2 separate regions of the Nothobranchius furzeri genome follow, and region 1 is linked to region 2. Evidence: chromatin contacts called from public Micro-C data. All regions are on one chromosome and are shown on one strand. The core of a region is the stretch at or near the end of the contact, and the rest is flanking DNA. Distances in the headings are between cores, read along the strand shown.

The links. Hi-C and Micro-C count contacts between places; a contact is called where the count stands out from the background.
Region 1: a contact with region 2 is called in a Micro-C map of tail fin, with 20 times the contacts expected there. The contact joins two enhancer-like sites. A contact is called at or near these places in 2 of 2 Hi-C or Micro-C datasets (skeletal muscle and tail fin).

The regions. Positions count from the first base shown.
Region 1 is chr14:50,306,975-50,313,046 of NfurGRZ-RIMD1, reverse strand. No RefSeq gene overlaps it. Among protein-coding and RNA genes, the nearest start is that of LOC107381080, 200 kb to the right of the region's middle. Within about 2 kb of position 1,441, at least 1 of the 3 cell types and tissues checked has an H3K27ac peak or open chromatin away from gene starts, as enhancers often do. A contact at or near this core is called in tail fin, where this site is marked.
Region 2 is chr14:50,242,875-50,249,432 of NfurGRZ-RIMD1, reverse strand. No RefSeq gene overlaps it. Among protein-coding and RNA genes, the nearest start is that of LOC107381080, 140 kb to the right of the region's middle. Within about 2 kb of position 3,947, at least 1 of the 3 cell types and tissues checked has an H3K27ac peak or open chromatin away from gene starts, as enhancers often do. A contact at or near this core is called in tail fin, where this site is marked.

The DNA of each region.
Region 1 (6,072 bases), core at 192-2,691, 66 kb before region 2:
CTTGCTGCTGCGGGCCAGCTCCGGTCCAGGTTTCTGCTCCTCTGCCCCGCTGGGAGGGTTTGAAACACCTTTTATCCTCTGCTGGAGACCATGGCGCGCTGCTGCGCCCGCGTTGTTTATTCTGTTATTGTTACCGGTACTTGTCTTGCAATGTGAAACACTTGGTCTCAGATTTTGTAAGAAAAATAATAAAATTTCCCCCCAAAATGCGACTTATAGTCCAGTGCGACTTATATATGTTTTTTTTTCTTCTTCAATATACATTTTATGGCTGGTGCGACTTATACTCCGGAGCGACTTATACTCTGGAAAGTACGGTATATTTTTAAATAATTCATGATTACGACACAATGTGTTTAAAATGTACTTCCAATACGGTGGTTAGAATGTATAGCAGAGGTCTTGTGATGACTTGAAAAAACCATACTAGACAGGAGATTTCAAAAGCAAGTTTGCTTAAGGGATTTCTGATGCTAGCATGGTGGCTAACCCTTTCACAGTAGCTGTTTTGACTTGCGAGAGCAGTGAGAGCACAGGTGTGCTAACAAGTGCTGAAGTCCTTTTGAAAGAACGACCCTCGTTAGCAAACCTGTGCTCTCACTACTCTTGCTAGTTAAAATGACAGCCGTGAAATTGTCCTGTGACGTGTTCATTAAGAAGATTTGCGTGAGCAGTAAATAGAGAGGAATTTGGCTGGAAAGTGGACCCAACCTGAGGAAATGGAGGTAAGCTGTGTCGGAATGGGCATGATATCAAAGTTATTTGTCTCTAGCTCGTGCAGGATATCCTCTGGATACAGAACCCCCCCCCCCCCCCACCCCCACCCCCCACCCCCCCACATACACACACACCCAATCTAATCCCCAGCCCTGGACTGTGTCTTGTTGCCACCACTATCTCTGGTCTTTCTTCTATCCATTGTGTCCTGAAGCCTCTGCATTTTATCTAATCTTTCACTGCCCGAAGGTTATTAGTACAATGTGCTTGATGTTGAACGTCTTTCATCCCAAGCACACAGATAGGCGTAAAGAGGCTAAAAGCTGGAAAAACAAACTGATGTGTTCTTTTTATTGTAGATTTAGATCACAGAAGCACTTCAGCTAAGCTTGTAGATCGTTTTCCATCCACTTATGTTAAGTTAACTCAATCAGAAGCCTCTATTTTTGTTCGTATATATTCTCCTCCTGAAACAATCACATTCTAACTGCACAAACTTAGGAAGAAAGTTTTGGATTTCTTGCAGAGCCAGTGTTTTGTACACACTAACCTAGTTGTGTCTGTCTTTATTTCCTTTTGTGCTTGTGTTGGCATAAATTCTTTTTTAACTGTTTGAAAATTATTTCTGCAAACCACATGAAGGCTTTCAGGCTGGATTTGACTGTGTTTAATGCACCGGTCCACCTTAAATATATTTGCATGCAGTTGTTCATTTCTGCCTGTGGGTGTCAGTGTTGCACCGTCTAAAACTCGTCTTAGACTTCTTAGAGAAGGGTCATGTTTTTAAGGTGGTCTGTGAGGATTATAAAATGTATTTCATAGTGAAAAGCAGCAGCAGATGATGAGAACAGACTCTGTGTAGTTTCATGATGATGTGGAGACATTGCCTGCATTAGTGCTGGTATGTCTTTTGCATTTTGTTTATATATATTATTTGCTTCTTTCTGTACATACTTTGCCCCCGTATGCCAGCCAGTGTCTTTGTGCGGCATGTGGTGGCTGTCACAGAGAAAGCAGCTTACGACTCCTGGTCCCGGCTTGGTCCTGGCTGAGTCGGTTGGCGACTGTCGGGGGGGGGGTGGGAGTGTCCCAGATTGCCACCAGCTGGGCTTTAGTGATCCTGGGGATTAATATGATTTCATCAGGGCCAGGGTCTGGCTCATACACATACACACAGATACATCTGTGCGTGATAAGCAATGTGCACGTAGTGCACTGCTTGTGCAGAATACAAACAACACATTTGGGCCGAAATTATCTATTTTAAAGGCTTTGAAGCCTCAGTTATGTTTAGGTCATGTGTGAAAAGGTGTGTCATCGTGCCAGGCTGCTGGAGCAAAGGTTGCCTGGAGGTGGTGGTGGGCTCTATGTGGATAAAAGGAGCCAAACAGCAACAGTTACCATGGTCCCCTGTGTATGTAAGAGCCTTGTGTGGTTGTGAGTGCAGTGTTGGAGGGTTGTGACTTTGGTGTAGGGATAAAACTTATTACAGCAATGGAGATCAGTAGCTTTTAGAATATGTTCATATCAGATATTTAATTTCCCACTCACAGCTGGAAACCCACTTTAAAATAAAAACTCTGCTGGGTAAAAATCTGATGCACTCATCCGGTCCTTTGTGCGTTTACACCGTGTCATACTGACTGTAGGATATTTCAATGACCAGTAGCTGGTATTTATTTTTTAGCTGGGTAAATGCACTTATGAGGCTCTTATTGTGAAGGGTTTGATGGTCATGTGAGGATAAAGAGCCAACACTTGGCTTAACTCAAGGGTGTCCAAGCTCTTCAAGATGAAGGCCAAAATCAGCAAGTTAGAAATACTCACTGTCCACAAATATCTGATCTTTAAAAAAAATTATTTTATATTTATAGGAGCCAGATCATGCTATTTTGAACATTTTAGAGCAAAGGTAGGCACAGAAAATGATAAAATCTTACTGTTGGCACTACTGAGATGTTGTTTTATCTTAAATGTGAGTTATTTTCATCAGCCTGTCTTTGTACCTGGAAATCAAATGCATTCATTCACTGAAATCTCACCTCCACCAGCCTGAGCTCCACCCATTTTTTAATATAACTCTCAAAGCATCATGGGCAATGATGAAGCAATGACCAATGAGAAGAAGCGTCTTTGGAAAAAGTGCCGGTGCCCGCTCCGGCATGTACAACAGCCGTCTTTAGGCAGTTCAATAGTTGTATTAGGTTTAGTGGTCTAGCAGTTAAAGCAACTGCCTTTCATCTGGTTTTTACACGTCCTGATGCCAGTTTGATTCCCAGAGCTCGGTCATCCGGGAGGGTTAGACCCACTGCTCCTCCACATCGAGAGAAGCCAGTTGAGGTGGCTCAGACATCTAGTTAGGATGCCTCCTGGGCGCCTCCCTGGTGAGGTTTTCCAGGCACATCCAACTGGGAGAAGACCTAAAGGAAGACTCGGGATACGCTGGAGGGACTGTTACACGGCTGGCCAGGGAACACCATGGGATTCCCTCGGAGCAGCTGGCCCAAGTGGCTAGGGAGAGGGAAGTTTGGGCCTCCCTGCTTAGGCTACTGACCCCAGATAAGCAGCCAATAATGGATGGATGGAAAAAAGGGTTAGTTGTGTATTTAATAGAACCACAGGTACTACCACGACCTGGAAATGAACTGGTTTAAGGTCATAGCAAAACACCAAGCAAGGCAGGTGCTCTATCCACTAACCCACCAAACCTGCTGCTACTGTTCAGTCGCCTTAGACACGTTCTGTGCTGGTCCTTTCGCACGTCTTTGTGGACAGAACATTACGTTTACAGTGCTGTTTTATCCTCAAAGCATAAGTAATTTCTCAGAGTATCCACTCTAGTACCGGTGGAGGTTTCTATCAGTCTTCTGTGACACAACAGTCAGACTAAAACGTTCTCAACTGCAGCGTGAAATCAACCACTCTATACCCCCAACTCAGAGACAGTGGACGTAAGTGACCAACTTTCAGGGGAGGCGGGCTTCAGATCCAAGTCTAGCTTCACGGGGAGGAGACACTTAGCCCATTGACTGGTTGTGTTGTAAAGTCCTTGGGCGGTTGTAGAACCTTAGAAGGTGCTATATTGACAGGCCATGTTCAATACAAGCCAGAAAAAACAAACTAATAAGCATTGTGCAAAATTAAGTGATATTTAATTCATGAATCAGCTCCTGAATGATTATCATAATGGACCTACTTCATCTTACGTTGAAAAATGACTGATTTACAGTCAAATCTTGGCTTGCCATTAGATATGTTAGCATTCAAAGTCTATACTGTAAATTACACCCTACTGCTCTACTAATGCATGAAACTTTGACTCAGTTTTTGTAAAACGACTTGAGCTTTAGCCTTCTTGCTTTCTGAGTTTCATTAAAGTCCATGCCGCAATTTACATGTTTAAACAACGAATGCATGCATATAGATTAGATTGAAGCTTCCTGATTTAAAAACAATTGGTAAAAAATTGGTCAGAATTCAAGTTTGTGTCCTGCATGCATGCACTCAGACCCGTAAAGCTCCTTCTACAAGAGACTCTGTGAGTGAACGTTTATTTAAGCCTGACTTGTGCCTGTGAGCGGTGCATGTCTGAACCGACCTAACTTGTCAGCTTCTCTTAGACACTGATCCTCTGAATGTTGTCATGCTGGTTGTACCGTTGACAAGCAGCCTGCTTTCACAGTGGAACCTCCTGACTGCATCCCCTCATAGAGCTGTAGAGCTCTACCGTTATTCCTCAAATGGTTAGCGTGCTGCAGAGAAGACCAATAGTGAATCCCTGAGGGGGTCTTGTGTCTCTAGTTGTCTGAGTGTGAATACCTGGCCATGTCTAAGGATGACTGTGCCTTTGTGTGTTTCTGGTCTGTCTGTTTTTATGGCCCTTTGTGAGCCTTCATTGATGTAAATGTGTGTGTGTGTGTCTGCATATTTATGTCTCAGTCTTCTTGTGTCTGAGTGTGAGTGTGTATGTGGCTTTTACTCTCAGGTGTGACCTTGCTGTTTGGTGTTGTGTAGCCTTCTACGTGTCTGGCTGTGATCAGTCGGTTTGGCTCCGAACTTAAAGAAAGGATTGAGTTTAAACCCTTTCAAGAGTTTGTTTACATAATACAGTGTCCACTATAGGGATTGTGAGAAAGATAATAACTGGCTTTATAAGTTAGGAATAATGAATAAATCTGACTTTTTCATCAGTAGAAATTAGGGCTGGGCGATATGGACCAAAACTTATGTATATCTCGATTTTTTTTGCTGAATTCCTATATACGATATATATCTCAATATTGTTCCTCCTGTAAAATGTTTACAAGTTAACTCACTTCAAACTGTCTTGAGAAATTATGCATAAATCAGAAGATTAAATGCATAAAAATGTAGTGATTTTTTGTCAAACCTTAGTGCCTATTCTCTACCAGTTTGAGCTTTAGAAACAATGGTACAGCTGTCTGTTCACACACACACACACAAACACACACACACACACACACACACACACACACACACACACACACACACACACACACACACACACACACACACACACACACACACACACACACACTCTCACACACACACACACAGAGTTGAGAGCTAGAGGTGTATCAAATGTCCCGCAGGCACTTTTTAATTATATATTTATAATAAATGTAAAATTATTAAAATTTCATCTAGAGGTGGCCTATGTCGTATATATCCTGTCCAGAGAAAAAAATCTATCATGTTAAGCTAAATTTATGATGATGTAATTGCATTTACTGAAGATCACATGGGTCATGCACCGTGAAGTTATTAGTTATTAGTATTGGCTCATATCAGCGATTATACTGTAATGACTTAGAGTCTCTGGTTGCTCTATTATGAGTATTATTTTCGGGCTTCTGTCGCCGTAACCCACGCCTTACAAACTCTTAACCTTTTCAACAGAATCGATCGTAACGGAGTATTTACTAGCATAGCTAACCAGAGTGGAAAAACACGGAACCGCAACAACATTTCTCACCCATTGAGCTTGCCTTCAAAATAAAATGTTAACCCTATAGTTTACTATTCAAACCCTTACAATATGTTTGAGGTTATTTGGCTGCTTTTTTTTTCCTGCCAGAAAAGAACTACAGCGTGGAATTTGGCTGCTCCGGCTATCCGTAGATGTTTCCTCATTACACAGGGGAGGGAGGAGTTTGGCTCCTCTCTCCGCACAAGCAGGATGGAGAACTCCATTGGCGTTAAACATCCCCTAATAATTAAAAACCAGGAAACCAAATTCAAAGTTTAGAGCAGCACGTTTACCCAGAGGCTCTCAGATTGAGCAAACTTGTGAGAATACACGTAATAACGGCTTAGAGATGGAGCAACATGTCG
Region 2 (6,558 bases), core at 2,698-5,197:
CCATATTCATGGTGGTTCTTTCGTCCTAAAGGAAAGATTTGAAGTTTGCTGAACTTACAGCCATTTTCCGTCTGCCTTTTTCCGTGCCTAGTTCAATGACGTCATTTTCGTGAAGCGCATTTGTAGTCTTAGACGTATTTTCTTACATAACCCAAAATAGCATTTGCCCCCCGTTTCAAAATAAGCACGTTCTTGGTGTCAAAATGCATCTTTAAAATTCACTAACATCATATGGGAAATCCCATAACAAATGGGATTAGAAAACAGCATTATTAGCCCATCAACATATAAAAATAAGGATATAGCCCACCCAAGTTGAAGCCAAAAATGGGAGCCCAGACAGTCCAAAAATGGGAAAAGAGGTGGAGCTGAGGGTGGGGCTGTTACGTTTGGAACAGGGTTGGAACAAATGAAACCAATCTAGCTACTAGCTAACTGAGCTTACCCAAGAAGCTAAGACAGGCACCAGAGACAGCAGGGTAGCCCACCCGCATGGCCAACCAACTTCAATGCGAGGCTGTAGTCATTCTGGTCGCCTGTGGCGATTTAATATGGACTGGGACTGTTAAATTACAAGCAGACAGCTGCGACCGGGAGCCCTGGCCTTCCAGATCAGCTCCTTCTCCACGGGCGGATATCAGTGGGACATTGGCTACATTCTAACACGGTAAAACGTCTCCAGCATCGTCGCTCTACCGCATTTGTCTTGCTCAAGTTGCCCGGAAAAACTCTGTTAGCTTTAGGTTAGCATGTAGCTAATGTCCCACTGATCTCCAACTGTGAAGAAAGAGCTGATCTGAAAGGCCAGGGCTCCCGGTCACGTCATTTGCAATCATAGTATGTCCAAGGAAGGTCCTATCTTTCTTGCCTCTGGATATTATAGTGCTAAGTTCATATTTTCTTTACAAAACTCCCCAAAATAGCTTTCTGTTTGTGGCGATGGCAGGAGAACAGTCTTCACTTAGCATGGGAAGACGGCTTGCTGCTAAATGAAATAGCCAATCATAGTAGAGCCATTCTGTGCTAAGAAAGACATGATCATCCTAGGTCATCCTAGGATTGCAAATGATGCTTCAAGCGTTACTACAGCATTACATGGGAGCCAGTCCGCATGTTGGCTGCCGCAGGAAACAGGAACAGCCAACCGCCTGCTCTAGCAACTTGTCTCGGGCAGGAGACAGAAGACAGGCATCAGCTCAAGTTCCTTATCCAGCCAGCAGTCCCACTAACATGTTTGAACAAGCAGTTAAATGACAGCATACCCCCCCACCCCCATTGAACCAGCGAAATAAAGTACAGAAATATCATTTTACTTACGATAAAAAGAAGCAGAAACTGCTTGGATGATCTTTTAGCGCAGTCAACAACCACAGCTTGCCCTTTTTGTCCAAGTAATTCCATGATTAACATCCAAACACAGACACAGACAAAGCTAAAGTTCAGAGAGTCGAAATGGTCGAACATCTATTAACGTGAGGCCCAGGTCCAGGCTGAGGCCTTTCTCCGGAGCTAGCTCTTAAGTCACGTGACTCTGGTGCTAATTAATTACTCAGAATTTTAAGCATTTCATTCCACTTAAAAAAAAGTTACCAAAAATTTGCCCCCTCAGGGTTGTCATGAATATAAACTAGATCTATTCAACCTAAAATGGTTTTGGAACTAGGCTGTAAACATGTTTGCTGTGAAATTGGTATTTTAACAAGTCAATGAGGATTTGCTCACTTCTGGTGCCACCCCCTGGTGGATGAGGCTGGAACTGCAATTTAGCCCCTCCTCCTTGGCTTCAAAAAATGTAGACCATAATGGCCCCTTGTTTCAGCCTCATTGACTTGCATTGATTTGCATCCATGTTTTATTTATTATTATTATATTTTCTTTCGTTCTTCCAGGGCCCATGGTCCGGAAGTAGATGTACGTAACTTGGCCTCCCTATTGAGTCAGTGATGGTCGCATTGCTGTTAGCCAATCAGAGGAGAGATGGCCAAATATCAGGAAACAAGACTCCAGATCCCGTCGCCTGAAGCCAAGCCACGTTTGCTTTCCCCATTAGCGGGTTGCTTTTCTACTCATAACTAAAAACTTTGGATCATATTTGAGAATATAAACTTTATTTCAAGTAGTCAGTGCTTTTGCAGATGAAGCCATTTTTCTTTTCAGACTGAAAATAAGATCTAAAACCAAGCCTTTTGTTACCGTCTTGAAAATCTGTTTTAGCAGTGTATTAAAAAATCTAGATGTGAAGTCAGATTTATGCATCCAGTTCAGTCTTATATTACAAGATTCAGCAAATAAATGAATGATTTAAAGTCGGGCACATCCATGGGCAGCCCAGTGCTGCTGCCAAGTTTTATTGGACTGTATATTTACATCACTGAAAGAGATCTGCTTTAAACATTTTAGTCAAGTGGCATTTGTTTTTATTTACCTGTTTTGTATATTTAATTCATGAATTTGTTTGATTAACTAATTGATTAACATGCTGGCTGACCATAACCTCTACATATCGGCATCGGCATCGACAATAGAAAACCCCATATCTGTCTAAGTCTACGTTCAACCAGAGGAAACTTACTGCAGAGCCTGATTTGAGGTTTTTGAGGACGGAAGAAGGACAGACACGATGGACTCGATGTTTGGTGTCAGTCATTATTTTAGAGTTGGGTTTTAGCAGATCTTTCTGTTCTGTTGTAGGAAATCTCTGTCAGGTCGCCAGGTGAGGGTTTCGTGTGAGAAGAAACCCGAGAAGTCCAAATGCAAACAACAAAGCAAATGCATCAAACTCATAAAAGTTTTCTTTGAAAGACAAACATTTAATTTGTCGTTGCGTACGTGAAAAACCACCAGAGCTGACGAGGACTGGGAGGAGGAAGAGAGGAGGCCTTTGAGCATCCAGAGACGGGTCAAGAGGAGATGAAAGGAGGAGCGAGGAAGAAAGAGGGGCCACACGTTCATCATTCTGAGCCTGTGTGATCACAAGGCCCAGCAGCAAAACCGTACAACAATGGCCCCTGTGTGTGTGTGTGTGTGTGTGTGTGTGTGTGTGTGTGTGTGTGTGTGTGTGTGTGTGTTATCTCCGATAAGGCGGGCTACGCTTCCGTCTCTTCTCAGCTTCTCTGCATCTCCTCTCTCTTCTCATGCCTCTGCTGCTGGTGCTCCTTCGTGCCTCCTCTCCTGCTCTCTTTGTCCTGGGTCCTCGGAGGCCTCTCCTAAGATGAAAGGGAGGTGAGATAAGGGCAGGTAAGGGAGTGCAGGAAGGGAAAACGGCAGAAGGGAAAGTGATAAGGAGGAAAACAATGAGGGCTTTGATGGCATGTGAGCTGCTGTGTGTGTGTGTGTGTGTGTGTGTGTGTGTGTGTGTGTGTGTGTGTGTGTGTGTGTGTGTGTGTGTGTGTGTGTGTGTGTGTGTGTGTGTGTGTGTGTGTGTGTGTATGTGTGTGTGTGTGTGTGTATGTGTATGTATGTAATTTTGCCTGCACAGGTAGCTTTTTATGAGAAGAGTTTTGCTACTTTCTGCAATTTAGGCTGCACCGATGAGCTCATATCAGAAACAAATGACTTCCTGTTCACTTTTTGACCTTTCCATTGATCCATTTCTACACCTATTTCACTTTTAGCACAAAATAATCTCTCAAATTCACCTGTTTCTCCCATTCTGAAGCTCAGCAACCTCCTTCTTCTGTCTCTGTTGGGTTTGGATTTCCAACCTGCACTGTTTTAGTCATTACGGCTTCACCCACCACACAAAACGTCCATTTTTGGCCCAAAACATTCACCTGCCACCACGTTGTGTGTGTGTGTGTGTTGTAGCCTCGTGTGAAAAGATGCCTAGCTTTCCCAGAAGGGTCATTAAAATTTTATCTCATTCGAATATGAGTGAGAAGGTGTGAGGGCGGGTGTTTGCATATACAGCAGATGCTCGCCAGGACTCCGACTGCGGGAAAAAAAATCCTGGATTAGAACCAAAATAATGAATAGGAGGTTTGTGTCACAATATATTTTCCCTTCAGCAAATGCTTCGTCAGACTTTGTTGTGTCCCATAGAAGATATTGCCCACAAACCTTTGTGCAAAAAGCCAAATATAATCAGTTTTTCAATTAAATCTGCTATTTAACTCTAATGTGTGTTTGTGCTTAAAATTAGTATTAGGGGAGGGGGGGGGGGGGGGGGTTTCAGATGAAATCAAACTTCAGCAAGGCCTCTGGACTGAACTTTCCACATGGGATTGCCAACTTTTAACCAGGGAGCTCCTTTTCGCCCTCTGGTGTTTCATCAGGACTCATTTACCTCAAACCTGTCAGGGCTGTGCAGTTCCTGTGTTGGCCAACAGGAGGCAGCAGAAGCTCAAATAGGTCCAATCGTTCTGGAGGCTTGACTGTGGATGATGGTCAACAGGGGGCGATGTTCTACTGCAGCTGAAGTTGGATTTAGTCTCAAACGTGCACATTCATGCAGAAATATTAATTTCATCACATAAGCTCCACGTTGAACAAGGAAGGCAACAGCTGATGTTCTAATTTAATATTTATTACATGTCTAAGCAGTGAATGATGTGTGACACCCACACATTTGTTTATAATAAAGTGAGTGTTTATAGGACACCTGACAGATCTAGTTAGCTTTTGTGAAGTCTAAGTAAAACCTCAAAGGTTTTGAAGCATGTTTTTGTGGAATATCATAGGAACCTCTATGAAGGGCCTCAGTTTGAATAAAGACAGATTAGACCAAACCAGACTGAGTGAGATCTGTTACAAGTGTCTGAATACAAATTGTATTGTAGTTCATGCTAATTACACTTTATAGGCATTTGCAGCTGCATCATAATTCCACATCTTGTGCTTACCTGAGCAGAAATTAGCTGTTAAGCTAGCTACTTAAGCTCTTCAAGTGAGTGTAATAATTCTTCTGGCGGAACAACCATCAAATATGACGAAGGTAGGGTTCATAAAAGCATTTGTTAAACATTCTATGACTTCTTGGCAAACAAGAATTATTTTCAGACCCCTTTAAACAGCCCCTATTGTTATCTGGTCAATTAGAAACAACCAGTTTTGACCCTCTTTCCGTCATTCTTCCCCACATCTCTCCAACATGCGGATTTAATATAAGAAAAATAAATCTTGAGGATTATTTTGTCAACTTAAAGGTGTAATTTGTAAGAATGACACCCTGTGGTTAAATGTGGTTACTGCAGTCCGTTTTTAAAGGTGTGGTTCTCTGAAAAACTATTTTAAAAGTTTCTGTCATTCTGAGTTTTTCATGCAGGCTAAACATGAAAACAGTCTTCTACACCTATCTCCTGCTTTAGCTTCTGATAGGAAATAGACAGTTAAAATCTGGGATTTGAAAAGCCCGACAGATCTATGTAACACTGTGAATTAGCATTCATAGACTCACCAATCTTGACTTATGATGAGGAAGGCTGTTGTTTTAACAGCAGCAGATGTCTAGGCTAGTTTAGGCTAACACTAGCATTAGCAACTTCACCACACGGCAGAAGATTCTCCAGATTTGTCTTATTTGCAATGATAAAACATTCATGTTGCAAGTCAGTGATAGTTGCGTTGCTGTTGAGATGTCCAAACATCAGGAAGTGAGACTCAATAACCTGCCGTCTGAAGCTCACCTGTGATGTGGGCAACGTTTACGTGCAAAACATACGTTTTTGGTGAATTCCGAAGGTACATTGCGGCTAGCAAGCGGTGATTTAAATACGCCACTGCTATGTGGCCGCGGGTTTTAGTCAGCTGTTGGTAAAATACCATTGAAAATTCATAACTTCTCTTGGCGACGTAAGCTTCAGCTGCATCTTCCCCTGATTCTGGTTAGGCTGACAGACTCCACTCACCACGTTGCTCCCCTGAAGCTAACACTGTTGAGCTCCTCGATGACATCATCAGCAAGCACATCCGGTTAGCCTGTTGTCTATACTTTTAAGTAATATGCCAAAATCACACCGGTTATATGTATACCCTTTAAACCTTGCGTTACTAATAAATTGTCATGTCTGATGTTAGCACTCTTGGGTGTTTGACAGTAGAGGGCACTCACTACACTTATTATGGCAGTTTATCCCCAGCGTCAAGGGAAGTGCGGTTGTTTGCCATCTTGCTGTTATAGTACTGAACGAGTCATTAAAGGAAGTAAAACGTCACGATTGACTCACTGTTCACTTCACACACGCATTTCACTGTAACATTGAGTTTTTGGTGGTAGATAAAGTAGTTTGAGATATTTGCTTCTAATTCATCGTTAGCATTGTTCGCTCAATGTTAGCCTCTAGCGTGCTTCACCCAATATTAAAATAAAAAGCAAAAACATGCCATGGATTCTTAGGGGTACAAGAAATAACTTCTGGGTCGCTCCTGGTTACTGGCTTTGGTTCTGCAGCGTTTGCTCAGTGTAGACTCAGCAACCACACAAACTCGCAGATTATAAAGATTAACTATGTATGTTAAATGGCCTGTATTTGTGTAGCGCCTTCTTAGGGTTCTACAACCCCCCAAGGCGCTTCACAACACAATCAGTCACTCACCCATTCACACACTGGTGATGTTGAG